Linked DNA regions of Sus scrofa: regions 2, 3 and 4 are each linked to region 1. A link is a contact called in public Hi-C and promoter capture Hi-C data. All regions are on one chromosome and are shown on one strand. The core of a region is the stretch at or near the end of the contact, and the rest is flanking DNA. Distances in the headings are between cores, read along the strand shown.

Evidence for each region. Promoter capture Hi-C pulls out the DNA fragments that hold promoters and counts their contacts. A called contact is a pair of places that touch in the nucleus more often than the background predicts.
Region 2: a contact with region 1 is called in a Hi-C map of skeletal muscle, with 4 times the contacts expected there. The contact joins the enhancer-like site here to the promoter of SPRY1 in region 1. A contact is called at or near these places in 1 of 5 promoter capture datasets (liver), 13 of 47 Hi-C or Micro-C datasets (brain, embryonic fibroblasts, epiblast stem cells and 5 more) and 1 of 2 datasets of contacts at active chromatin or transcription factors (skeletal muscle).
Region 3: a promoter capture Hi-C map of liver shows a contact between it and region 1, with 9 times the contacts expected there. The contact joins the enhancer-like site here to the promoter of SPRY1 in region 1. A contact is called at or near these places in 3 of 5 promoter capture datasets (fetal liver, fetal skeletal muscle and liver), 12 of 47 Hi-C or Micro-C datasets (alveolar macrophages, brain, embryonic fibroblasts and 6 more) and 1 of 2 datasets of contacts at active chromatin or transcription factors (skeletal muscle).
Region 4: a contact with region 1 is called in a Hi-C map of liver, with 7 times the contacts expected there. The contact joins the enhancer-like site here to the promoter of SPRY1 in region 1. A contact is called at or near these places in 1 of 5 promoter capture datasets (liver) and 6 of 47 Hi-C or Micro-C datasets (embryonic fibroblasts, heart right ventricle, liver and 1 more).

What each region holds. Positions count from the first base shown.
Region 1 is chr8:100,859,579-100,862,847 of Sscrofa11.1, reverse strand. It overlaps SPRY1 (sprouty RTK signaling antagonist 1), which reads left to right and starts at 1,691. Exons shown (of 3, transcript NM_001267835.1): 1 at 1,691-2,090; 2 at 2,932-3,118.
Region 2 is chr8:100,646,864-100,650,132 of Sscrofa11.1, reverse strand. It overlaps a transcript of SPRY1 not described here. Among named protein-coding and RNA genes, the nearest start is that of SPRY1, 210 kb to the left of the region's middle. Within about 2 kb of position 1,737, at least 6 of the 83 cell types and tissues checked have an H3K27ac peak or open chromatin away from gene starts, as enhancers often do. A contact at or near this core is called in skeletal muscle, where this site is marked.
Region 3 is chr8:100,726,707-100,729,975 of Sscrofa11.1, reverse strand. It overlaps a transcript of SPRY1 not described here. Among named protein-coding and RNA genes, the nearest start is that of SPRY1, 130 kb to the left of the region's middle. Within about 2 kb of position 1,700, at least 36 of the 83 cell types and tissues checked have an H3K27ac peak or open chromatin away from gene starts, as enhancers often do. A contact at or near this core is called in fetal liver, fetal skeletal muscle, liver and 3 more, where this site is marked.
Region 4 is chr8:100,993,748-100,997,016 of Sscrofa11.1, reverse strand. All of the region lies in intron 15 of SPATA5 (spermatogenesis associated 5), which reads left to right. Among named protein-coding and RNA genes, the nearest start is that of SPRY1, 130 kb to the right of the region's middle. Within about 2 kb of position 1,621, at least 16 of the 83 cell types and tissues checked have an H3K27ac peak or open chromatin away from gene starts, as enhancers often do. A contact at or near this core is called in liver, where this site is marked.

The DNA of each region.
Region 1 (3,269 bases), core at 442-2,941:
AGCAGTTCGGCAAAAACGTGCAAGACTGCATGTTACTTTGCTTCGCTGCTGACACGCCGACTGTACGCCCGCCTGTCAATCACTCGGAGCAGCAACAGCCAGCACATGGCAGTGGGTGCGGGCGGCGGGCTATCTGGCCAACCGCCCGCTCCGCTCCACTCTGCGCCCCGGCGGCGGGGCGCGCTACGCGTCCAAGTGCCTGTAAAGAAAGGGAAATTAACGTGTTTTTATCTTTAACCGTCTGCAGCAGGCATTTAGCCCGTGGAACAGGAGGCTCGGAGGACTGGGAGTGAGCGCTGCCTGGGAGATACTGACCGCCAGGACCGGAGTTCCCGGGGACGCCGTGCCCCCACTTGCCGGGCGTGCGGGATCCGGAAACTGCCTGAACCTGCTTGGGGGCCAAGGGACGACGCCCCATCTCCTCTCGCGAGGAGGACCCCCAAACTTCGCTCCCTTCGCTGCCACCCCTAAAAAAGCGGGTTAAAAAAAAAAAAATCCCACCCACGGGGAGCGGCGGCTTGGCCTCGCCGGCTTGTGTTCCCGGGCCCTGCACGGCTCTGTGACCCGCCTGTGGCTGCCGGTTCGAGCCCTGTCTCAGGCGCCGCGGAGTCTCGAGCGTCCGTGACGTGGATTTTCACGCGTCAGAAGCCGCCACTCCCGCCCTTCCCGCGAAGGAGCGACTGGACCCCGAGAAGCACCCTCGTTCTTGCTCAGCGGCGGGTCGGCGGGGAGGTCACGCACTCTTCTCCTACCGCTCCCTAGATCGCTATCAAGAGAGACTCGGAGAGCCCCCCGAAGGAAATTTTTTTCTGGCTCTTGGAAGGAAGCAGGACGAGAAGAGCCTGGGAGGTGGATGTTACTGAGCTGCGCGGCGCACGCGAGCCGTGAAAGATCTGCACCCGGCCGCGCGGAGTCCCTGGAGGATTGTTCCCCGCAGCCGGAAGGGGGCCGCGGGGAGCGCTCCTGCCCGGCGGCGGGGGCGGAGGAGGCTGCGGGTCGACCGGCCGCAGCTCAGGCCATGCCTCTCCGTCCTCTTCGCCACGGTTGATGCGGCGCTTGGTGCGTCGCCATCCGCACCAGGACCCCCGCCGGGTTGCAAAGCTTGGACCCCCGCCCCCGCTTCGGCCTAGGTGAGTGCGGGGCGGCAGCACTAGGCGGCCTAGGTCGCAGGGGCGGGAGGCTGCTGGCTGGGCGGGCTGGGCGGCAGGTGCCTTTCTGGGGAGCTGCGCGGGGGCCGGGCCGGCGCAGGGAAGGGAGGGGGGAGAGGGGGCGCCCCCCGCGTGCGGCGCGGCCCCTCCCGCCCGGGCGCTCGAGGCTGGGCAATCCCGCGGGCAACCTTCCGCCGCGCTAGACCGCCAGGCGGGGTTCCCCGTCCCCAGTCGCCTGCAGCGGTGGCGCCATGACCCGAGGTGTCCTCGCAGAAGCACCCTCCACGCTAAAGACGCTTTCAAGTAGGCTTTTGGAGGGTCCGGCGGGGGCGGGGCGGAGCTGCTCGGCGGGTCCTGGGGGCCGGGGGCCCCGAAACGGGCGTGTGCCGCAGCACACCCCGACTTCTCTGGTGACCCCTGGGCTGAGTCGGTGTGCGCCCGAGCGAGCTGCCACTTTATTCCCTGTAGTGAGAGCAGTGGAGCGGCAAGGGGAGGGGTGAGGGCACTGCCACTTTAAAAGCGGGGAAGTCCGCCCTCCTGAGGTAATGGTAACCTCAGCCTCCTCCCCTCCTCCTGCCCGAGAGAGAGAGGGAGCAAAAGAGAAAACTTGTTTTCATTCATAACTTTTTCCTTTTCCTTCCTCTCCGTCAACTATTTATTCCGCGCTGCTCTCCGCGCGGATCGCAGAGGGCGCAGCTCTGCCGCGGTAACTGGCAATGTGGCGACGCCGCTCTGCAGGCTCCGGCTCTTTAGGAATCCGGCTTTTCCGTTAAAGTGTAGACAGATATTTATTTATAACCCTCCCTGCCGCGGGGCTTGCTTTCCGCCGGCCACGTTCTCTCTGAAGGCTCTTCCTGATTTGTAAGCATCTTTGGTGGGATACGCCAAAAGGTTTTGGAAATCCGCGGTGATCCTTAGGATGTGATGGGATTGGCCGAAAAGGTATTCGACTTGGATTTGGGGTTTCTTGGGGCAAACAGGCGATCGAGAACCTGTGACCGTGTTTGGAACTAGATGGAGGACTGTCACTGCTTGAAAAGGGGCTTTACTTCAGATCAGAGGTGGCTCTTTCTCTTTGCTTTCTCCTTTTATCTGGTAGTCTCCTTTACCGCCCAGGATGATCTTCGTTACAACTAGCATTTAAAACTCAGATTCGGTTGTGCCTGGTGTTTTTTTCTACCTTCAGATCCACGGGTTTTTATGTGGGTTTTTTTGTGTGTTTTTTTTTTCGCTTGGAGTCTGACTTAGTACTTTTAGATTATTTTTGTTTTAAAAATAGTGGGTTAAAAAGTTTTTTGCGAGGCAGAATGATATTGTGCAGAATAACCATGGAGTATTTTGAACAGCCCTTAAGAAATCCAGGACTAAACCCAGCAGGTTGTGAATGTGTTTCTCCTTAAGTTCAGAGAAGGTATAAGAAAGTGGAAACGTGAAGATCTGCTTTGGGAGAATGAGGGAGGGGAACTGCAAGAAGTTAACGTGTAAGACTTAGTCCAGCGACACTCAGTGAAGTTGATAGATGAAATGGTCTTCTTTCCGATTTATTCCTTAAGCTGATGTGTTTGGCTCAAGGTAGAAGTGGAGAATGGATTTTTTTTTTCTTTTCTTTCTTGAATTGGATCAGATCTGTAGACTTTGGGAGGAATTTGTATGAAAATAATCTAATTTACAACCTTGAAAACAGAAATGTTTTTAAGTTCGATAGTTTGTTTTATGGAGAATACATTATAAGTGAGAAATAATTTACTCTTGGTATAGAAACGCAAATGCTTATTTTCATCAGGATATCACTGTACTTTATTACAAGAAGCACATTGATTCGGAGTTGGCAGTGCTTTTGAAAATCAAGATCTGGCACATAAATACAGATTTTTAAATTAGAGGAAATACAGATAATTAAAATGGCCAGGATTTCCCAATACTACTTTAAAGGCCTAACACTTATTTGTGCATGAAAGTTATCTCGTTAGGTGAGTGAGCCCTTATTTAAACTTACAAAAAATCTTTTCATGATTTCAATTGTGAATACTCTTAACACTCACCGAACTGTATATTGAGTTTTCTGTGTGTTTAGAGGCTGTAAAACACCAAGAACTGTATTTGTCTATGTTCATTTTTGCA
Region 2 (3,269 bases), core at 488-2,987, 210 kb after region 1:
GGGAAAAGCAAGGGCTGTAGAGTAGGTCCATGCTTTAGCACAAGCAGCCCTGCTTCTGGGCCATTAACTGTGTTTGTAATAAATTCTTTTCTTGATGATGACAAAGACTGTCATGATGGTGAAGATGATAATGTCAGTTGCCTTTGGAGATGCTATGTGCTAAACTGAAGTGGGTTGACCAGAGGAAACAAAGACACGCTGAAGCACAGCTTCAAACAGTATCCTTTACTTTCTGACTGCTGCGAAGACCAGCCACAGATCATCTTGCCTGTGGGCCAGGATCCCAAGGGAGTTGGCAAACTGTGAGCAAAGTCAGACCTTGAAGAAAGAGCGATCAAGTCACTGAGGGCAGCAAGGATTGCAAACAGCTCCCATTGGATGGGCTGATGTCTATTGGGGCACAAATCCATGCTCTCCTTTCCCATACTTTCCAAGTAGTCTTTCTGGCTGGCCTTGGGAAGCAGCCCTTCCAAAGGGAAAGGCTGCGATGTCACACTTAGTCAATTCTAGTTCTATTTTATCAAGAAAGATGTGTAGATGTGAAGTCCCTAGCCTGGCCTACATTTAGTGCAATTACTATTAATACCTTTTACTCCATACTGAACATTTATTTTATGTAAGTTGAAAATCCATAGCATGTAAACAATTTTTTTCCCCCACATGTCCTATGTTATATGGTAAGTCTCAGTTTATTACTCATTGGCATGTTCATCTGAAGCATTAGGAAATATGCCTATTTCCTGCTATTTATAATTTTAAATAGAACAAAATCTCAAATTAGAAAAAAATTTAGACACGTTTGTGACGTCCATCCTGCACTTTTGTAAGCAAGTATGCACTGTTACACTTATGAACCCACATACATAAAGGAAAGAAAGAAAGGAATTTGGTCTAGAACTTCTTGGTCCATTTCACTCTGACTTGATATTGTTTCCTTAGTCCACATCTAGAACCAGAAAGGGGTGGGTCATTGTAGCCCAGGCTAAGCTTGTGGCTTTTATTTCCTGCTTTCACAGGAACCAAGATATCCCAAGCACATATTTGGAAGGACTTGTGTTTTCATGATGTCTAGCTTGGTGTCTCAGTCACAGAGGATGGTGGAGTTTGGGTCCATTCCAAAGGGCAACTTCAAAGCCGAGAGCTTCAGACCATGAGGTCCCATTTACACATAGTTATTTCCATGGAGTAGGTGGCAGGTTCTCAAGATAATCTGTTTGTGAGATGGACACCAGTATTTCTAGGACATTTTTATAGCCAGCTTCACATGGTAATTACCCCCAGCATTGGAGTATTCAAGCAACTACTAAGCCATGGGCAGTGATGAAATTAGGTGTGAAGGTGAGCGGGGCTGCTCTCCACTGTGTAGTTAAAAACAAAAAGCGGGCACAGAGAGAGTACTTGCTCTGCCCTTTCTTCACCCACTGCATTTTCATTTCCCCCTCCACTCCCACAGAGGTCTCATAATGGACCCCAACATCCTATATTCAGCAGAGCTTTAAATATCTGAGCAGAGTACGAAATTGTAGTGAGGTTTTGGGCTTTGCTTTTCTTTCGGGTTTAATGTGACTTAGTAGGTTCAGCGTCCTTTGCATCTGTTCCTCAGACCACAGGCTCCTGAGGGCAGCTTCCCTTGGGGAGAGGGGCCCTGCAGCTGATGAGTACAGTTTGCCTGCTTCCTACCTCTCCTCTGCTCAGGTATTAGTTGTTCAGGCAGCTGATTCTATGCTGGCTCCCAAGGCCTCTTGCTCCATTTTAATTCGAGCCAGTGATGCAAAGTCCCCAGCCTGGCCTGTCAGAACTTGATAGCTCTGTAAACATTGAAATCTTTGTTGCCATAACACCAGGAAAAATAATATGGGATCCTGCATATAAATATAGCGGAGGCCTTTGGGGAATAGGAGCATTTCTAAATGACTTGAAGCTCTGTCATGGCATAATCTCTTATAAATAAATGTCAGCCTAGTCACTGAATGCAGACTGGATTTTTGCCTGCCCTTGGTGCTCAGCCTTCTAGACAATAGTTATGCTAAGGGATTATCTTTTAACATAGTGCAGTTATCTCCTTTGTTTGTTTTCTTTTTTCATTATTCACATAAGCCAAGGGAAATGAAAAGCATCTTATTTCAGGCAAAAGGGCCTGTGAATGATTAACTCTGGTTCCATGCATTGGGACTGCATAGCAACCCCTTGGCTTACGACTCAAAAAAGGCTCAAGGCAGCAACAGCAGCCCAGGGACCTGAGACCAACATTCTCAAATGAAGGTGGTGAGAAACAGATTAAGTCTAAACATTGTGTTTATGAGGAGAATTCTCTGTAGCTGGCTCATTTAACTTTGCATTGGTTTTATGGTACTTTGCTTGGTGGAGATGTGTTTTACTGACCTTTACTTTCCCATGTAGTCTTGCTTTTGGAGTATCCAGAATTTAAATTTGGCCATGATTATGGCCTAATCTGGCTTATTCCATCATATTTGATGTCTTTTCTCCCTAATCCTATCCCAAACTGGGCTAACGCTGGCTAAATTTCACATTAAAGAATGGACTTAACAGATAGCTTCATAATGACCTTAAGTTTTAATTTGAGCACAGCAAAAATTGTGGTAAATTTTGGCTCTCTTGGAATTAGATGTAGCACAGAGTATTAGAAGAATGGAAGAGAAGCAGATGGTGTGATTACATGGTGCCATTAAAACGATATGGGTGGGTTAAAGACCCACATTGTGCAAATATGAGGGACAGAATCAAAACCAATTCCATATTTTTTATGGACATTTGATGCTTAAACATTTATAGAACAAGGTCCATTTTCATGGAAAACAAGACCTGAGTTAAAAGAGTCATAAGAGAATGAAGTGTAAGCTAAGGACAGAGGAAACATTGGAAAATTTAGGAAAATGCAGTATAGTTAGAGTAGAGCCAGAATGTTTAGTACATTTAAATTTAGACTGCAAGTCAATCCAGATGTTTATTTATTAATGTTAAATAATGTTTCCAGTCTTGTTATAGAATACCAAATCCCAGGGGTTCCACTTCTGAGTTTAATGACAAATGCATGGTCTTTATTCTTTTCCAGCTCTGTTTTAATTTTAGGGGTTTTCTATAGGTATGATTTTCCTGTAAAAGTGTCTGCAAAGTCTTGAGCAGCTCCTGATGCCCATGAGTGAAACACGGGTCTAGCAAAGCTTCCCCCTTTCTGCATTTCTCTTCTTGCTTCCATGGCAATAAAGAAACTTGGCATAAGAATATAATCTGTTCCTGCCTGTTTCTCA
Region 3 (3,269 bases), core at 451-2,950, 130 kb after region 1:
CTCCTTGACATCTGTCCTCTTCTGTTTTTCATCTCTTTGCTTTATATTCTGTGGGTCTTTGTATTGCCTTCTTTATAGGGCAATTAAAAATTATTTTTCCCATTGTCATCAAAAGGTGATTATGGTCCAGTGAAGGGAGATGGGGGTAGAAGGCTTTTTGGCCCTGGGTCTTTGGTGCAGAAGTGCTCTGAATTTTCCCCTTGCTAGCTGCTAGTCATCACCCACCTGGCTCTAGTTTTCCGTGTGCTTGGACATGACTGAAATTCATTGGTCCCTTGGATTTCTGAATGGAGATGGAGGCCTTCTTTGCAACCCTACTTAGTTCTCTCAGCTTTCTGTGTCTCTGTGGCTTAGAACATATGTTCATGCTCTGATTGTCCCCTCTGCTGGGTCTGACCCCTCACACCTGCCATTTATGGGCACAACCTCCCCAAGGTGTCTGTATTTTTCTCCCAGGTTGTTTTGTAGAAGACGACACAGAGCCTAGGAGGGATCTACATGGTAAGAGTTGCTTTGTTAGAATCATCCTAAATGCTTGTTGAATACCTAGAGGAGCGAACACTTCACTGGTACACACCATCTTTGTAGACTTTATGTGAGGTCTGGGTTTGTTGCTGTTCTTGAGTTACTTCTCTGAGGACCACTGGGGGTGGGGGTAGGAGAGGGGAACAAATGGAAGAGAGTTGAGCTTTGACAATCACAGTGGAAAAGCTGTGGGAACCTCCCTGAATATGCCAGGGCCAGGCACCAGTGCTCTAAAAAGATGTCCTCAGTAGCATTTGGGGGGGATTGTATGGTGTTCATGGACCGCTGGTTATTGCATAACTGGGTCAGTAAGAGGTCAGGGAGGCAGGAGCGGGGAAGCTGTGGGCTTAGAGGTGGAACTAGCCGCCCTCCCAATCGGTGTGCAATCTCTAGAAAGAACATAAAACTAAAAAACGCCTGTTTGGGGGAGTTTTCTTTATCACAAGATCAGGAGAGGAGATAGCTGCACTCCTTCCACTCTGCATATGACACAATACAAGTATCATCAGAAAAAGCCCCATTCTGAGAGAGCAGTTAGAGTAAATGCACGCGAGGAGATTTAGGTCACCCCTGGCCCAATCTGGTGGTGATTTGAATCCCTTTTAGTACTTGAGAAAGGAATGTTTCATCTGAAGTGGAGTAGCCCTGAGCGTATCCCCTCCCCCTTGCAGGTGGCTGATGGTTCCTGGGGGATGAGCTGCTTCCTCCAGGGAGCTCCCTCTGCAGCTGGGATAGAGGCGTGTTTCTGCAGCTGTCTAACCTTTAGCTTTATCTGTCTCTCGGTGACCTCTTTGTTTTATAAGTCCGTTTATTTGCTTGTGCAATTGAGTTTTCTTAGAAATAGAACAGAGCTAGAAAGAGGCCAATGTTTTGGCGGTTTCCTCTGAAGGAGGAGCAGCAGTCGTGGGACCAGGCATGGCAGAAGTGGCCGATGCCCTCACAGCCCCTAGGGTTGGTTTATTTTCAGACCGTGTAGTGAGGTCTAGTGGGCAGAGAAAGACCATCTCCCTTGTTGGAGGTAGAAATATCTGTGGGGTTTACCAGCTAATTACTTCTCCATGCCTTGGGAGTTCAGAGAATTTGCTTAGCAACTGGCCTGACCAGTCCCCCCAGCCCTGCTGCCCCCCGACATTACTGGACTTACCGGTGGGGCCGATGGAGCAGTTTTTGAGCTAAACAAAGATTCAGCATTTTGTGAAAAGGGTGCCACTCTTTTCCTCGATGGGACCTGAGCCTGTAACCCAGTCCAACAAAACGAGGGGGAACATGCCAAAAAAAACTTTTTGAGAAACAGCACAGGCAGTAGGAAATCATACTGGTCAGGGCTTGTTTTCCTGGCGCAGGGCCTCATTCCAACCTGTTGCAATCAGCTCTCTGAGTGTCTATAGGGACACCCTGGTGGAGGGGCCCCTCGGAGGAAAGGAACTTGTACATGGCTGTTTGACTGGGCTCCTTGCCAGGGGCTAAGTTCAAAGTGCAGTTTCCAGTAATTTGCTGGGACTTCTCTGTGGGTTTGATAGGCCAGGACAGAAGCCTGCAAGCCGAAGTAATATTTCCTGAATTCTGTCATTTCTTAAGAAGAGGAGGAAGGTGTGTGGAGGGGACTGGGGCTTGGCGGGCTTTTGTTGGCTCTGAGAGCAGATGGGCCTCCTTCCTCCTGCTTCCCTGGCCCTTTCTCCTCCTCCTGTCTGGGGTCCTGGGAAGCCTGGCCCTGGACTGGCATTGCCTGAGCATGCCCCCCCGCCCTCGCCCGGGCACCCATGATATGCCCACCGGGTGCAGACTTTCGGCCCTCTGTTGATGGACTGCGTGCGCTGGCATTATTTGGAGCCATAAAGTTGTCGAGTAATGGCAGCATGTTCTTGTTTTCTCATATCTGCAGGATGAAAGTGAACATTTTTATAATCCTTCCCTCCTTTCAAGCCCCTTCGTGAAACATGTGGGCTTGATTAAAGGGGAAAAAAGAGCTACAAAGAGAAGTTAGAGTTTACACTCCTTCCCCCCAGCCCTCTTCCCAGTGCGCTGCGGGCAGGGCCCATCTTCTTGTCATTTCACCTTCGTGTCTCCCCCCTGCGTCTGGCAGAGGACTTGACACGTAATAATTCTGAATGAATCTTTATTCAATGAAGGGGTATGGGGAGCAGTGGAATCTCATTTCAAAGCAGTGTTTGGTAGAACAGTGTCCTTTCTATGGCAGGTAGAGGCTCGTAGGAATGATGCTTTATTGATTTGATTATGGCTCATTTTCTGTAACAAGGATTGTCTTCCAGAAATGTGTGCTGTGGTCTCTGTATCAGTCACGCTACTTGGAAAGGACCCAGCTGAGACGATAGGCACGAGGAACAGAGGGGAGAGGCGTAGTGGGCAGTGGTGGGAGCTGGGGTGAACTCCAGATTCTTTCCTTCTAGCACCACATGGCCATCACTTTTCAACTGTCCTCCCACTACCTCAGACACCCCTAAAGCCACAAGGACAAAGCCCCAGGAATATGCTAAGGGATGAGGGGGTTAAAGGGCCTGAAAATAGCCTGGGCCACAAAGTTCCTTCTCCATCTTCCTGAATTCTCCGGCTACACATTTATTTTCCTTTGCGAATTCGCCTCAGAAAGACTAACTCTCTGTGCTGCTCTTCCTCTAGTCTGAAACTTGAATTATAGCAATTTAACATTATAACATAATTCCACTGCAATAAAGCAATTTGGGGCTGGCAGTGGTGATGGAGTGGATGGTGGTGGAAATGGGGAG
Region 4 (3,269 bases), core at 372-2,871, 130 kb before region 1:
GATGACAGTAGCATCTGAATTGAAACATACATGCCATGTGCCAAGCACTATGCTGAGCCTTTTATATGGATTGTATCATTGAATACATACAGTCATCTTCTGAGTAGATACTAGCACTGTTAAGGATATTAAAGTACCAAGAGGTTTAAATGATTTATTTAAACACAGCTAAAAAATAGTGGAACTAGAATTTTAACCCAGTTAGGGTGATTCTTTTGCCTTCATTTTTTAACCTGTATGCCAAATTACAAATTATACAGAAATTGAAAGAGTTGTAGAAGGTTGTATCAAAGAGAAGAGTTTTAAGCTGAAAGTTGAATAAGAAGTGGGGCTTGCCTAACAGACTAGGAGATAAAATGTCATTCAGAGCAGAGAGAATTATGTGTGAGGACAAAGATGCAGAAGGCAGCTTGAAGCTTCACTACCGGTAACTGCGTAGATGCTCTTGGACCCACAGAGTGAGAAAGGAAAAGTGGCTGCATATAACTTGGAAAACTCAAATCAAAATTATAGAAGCCTGAAACACTATACTTGAATTTGACTTTTTCCTTTGAGGTGCTATTAAATGGCTAGAAAACGAGAAGTTACAGTATTTGCAATTAGAATGATCATTTTAAAGAAGATGAAATAGAAGTGACAGTTTCAAGAGAGATTTAAGAGTTACCTTTAACATACCTATTCTTCAGTTGAATTTAAAGGAAGTGGGAAATGTCTAGAAGAAGCACAAGATTTCTTTGAAATAAATCAGAAGTGTTATCAAGGATTCACCTCTCTTCTCTAGTTTCAGGAATAATTTTCTCCGTGAATCATGATATATTGATATGTTTTCATTCAAGTAAAATGTAAAGGCTTAGTGCTGCTTTTCTTTACAGAAAAATACACTCCCTGCACTCACATACACACCCTTGATGATCATTTTAAATAAATAGGAGCCAATGGTAGTATATTTTCAATAAAGAGCATTTAATATATTCAGTGGGCATTGCCTTGGGTAAAATAGTATATGGAATTGGATCTGGAAAGCCCATTTAAAAGGTCATCTAATAGAGTCATTCTTAGTCTGGGGTGCACAAGCAGATTTCAGCTGAACTCAATGGAATTACTTGCAGAATTGTGTGGGGTATTTTCTCATCTTGTGTACTTTGAGAAGAATTCTTGTCAGAAGTACATAGGCCTCTCTGATTAAAGGACCATCATTTTCACACATGAGGGAACAGGCTGTTAGAGATATAAAGACTTGCCAAGGTCTTGAATAAGTTCTCTGGTGAAGGCAGTTTGCCCAACAATTTTTTAAACAGAGTTAATGTAAGACTACAGTGTCTATGACCTTGCGGCCAGAAGTGTTTCTTCTGGGCTTATTTCTTCATTGAGAATTGTTGTATGGTTTTTTTAAAAATAACAGAGCATGCTGTCATTCAAAATACATTCTTCCACCCTAATGTTGCAGAACAGTATTTTTAAAGAAATTCTAGGAAGGGTGTTAACTCATTCAGGGCTTTACAGGAAGGAAAGCTCTTTCCTACCGTTTTTTTTAAGCTAACTTTCACTGACAAGATCAGGCCAGAAAAAGCCTAGTTTGGCTGTTGGCCCAGACAGTGTTATAATCATTGAAGTGTACTCAACCTGCATTGCCCAGGGACAGCTACAACTTGGGGTGGGGGTGGAGGGCAGGAAGTACAGATGCATGCTGAGTGTTGTTCCATTGACTTAGATGACGTGTATGCCCTATATCCTCTGCCGTGTTGTTCTTTCAACTACTAGAAAGGAAATTTTAAAATAGCCTAGAATGAGTTTTCCCAGAAAGGTGAAAAGGATAACTTCAACTTAAAAAAAAAAAAAAACAAACAAGCCATTTGCAGCTGTATCCCCAGCAACAATAAAATAGAGGCTGGTACCTGTAGATGTGTTATAATTTTTTTGATGATAATTTTTTATATAATTTTGGTAAATTTTTAAATAATTTTTATACTTGTATCATATTTCAGAACAAGATTTTTTTTTTCTTGTCCCCTGATGCTGAGTATCATATTGTACTGGCAGGATAGTAAAGTAAAAAAGGTCTGATTCAACATTCTGAGACCCCCTGATTTCAGTTTAGTTTCTGCCATTTATTGTATGATCTTGGGCCTCATTTTCTTTTTCTTAATGGGGATATATGAATACTTAATTCATAGAATTTAGAATAATATTAAATGAAATATAGTACTGTGTGAAAATTGCTCTATAGATTCTGAGGAGTATATAAACATTAATTTTATTTATCTTAGATAATATTTTTAATAATTTGAAAAAATATGTTTACTTGGAGTTTCCTGGTAGCCTAGCAGTAGCTGAGGATCTGGCATTGTCACTGCTGTGGCTTGTGTTTGATACCCAGCAAGGGAACTTCTTCATGCTGAGGGCATAGCCAAAAAAAATAGGGAAGAAGTAATTCCCATGATTGAAGTACAGTTTTGAATTTTATGATAAAATACATATCAAGGAAGCTGATCATGCGTCATTTCTACCTAATGAACTAATGTTAAATGTAGAGAATAGTCCAAAAATAACTAAAGCATTCATTTTTAAATAAAATTACTATATTTACTTTGTTAATTAACTTTTTGCTTACTAATTTGTACATGACTTAAGAATTAATAGATACTTGATAAACCAATTAACATCATATTCTAGGTATTGAGACATGTGAAAAAGTATACAGCAGATTTTTCCAAAGTGAAAATGTGATATTAGTTTTTGGGATGTTCTATAATTAAAACCTGGGATAGAATTTCTATATACTACTGAAGATCCCTTTTGGAGATTTTTAATACTCATTAATATAAGCTGCAAAAATTCCTGCATATAGAAACTTGTTTAATTTTTTTTCTACCCAAGTGTTTCCCTAACTTATTTAACAAGAAAACCCCTTTTTTTTTTTCATTAAGATGTGAAAGTTTGGCTTATATATAAGAATCTAACTTAGACAAGTTCTTCTCAAAGCTATTTTCATCAAAATCCAATCATTGGGTGAAAAGAATTTTTTCTAAAAGCAGGAAAAAAAATTCGTATATCTATATATACATACACACATATATATACAAATATATGTATATATATGATTACTCCTACTTCCTGAAATCATGATGATATTCAAAAGCAACATAGTAACATGATTAAAATGCAGTTATGAATATAATCAGAAATTCTAACCAAAAAATTCTGTTTTATTGCCCTTTTTTTTTTTTTTTTTTTTTTTTTTTTTTTAAATGGCCACTTCTGCAGTATAT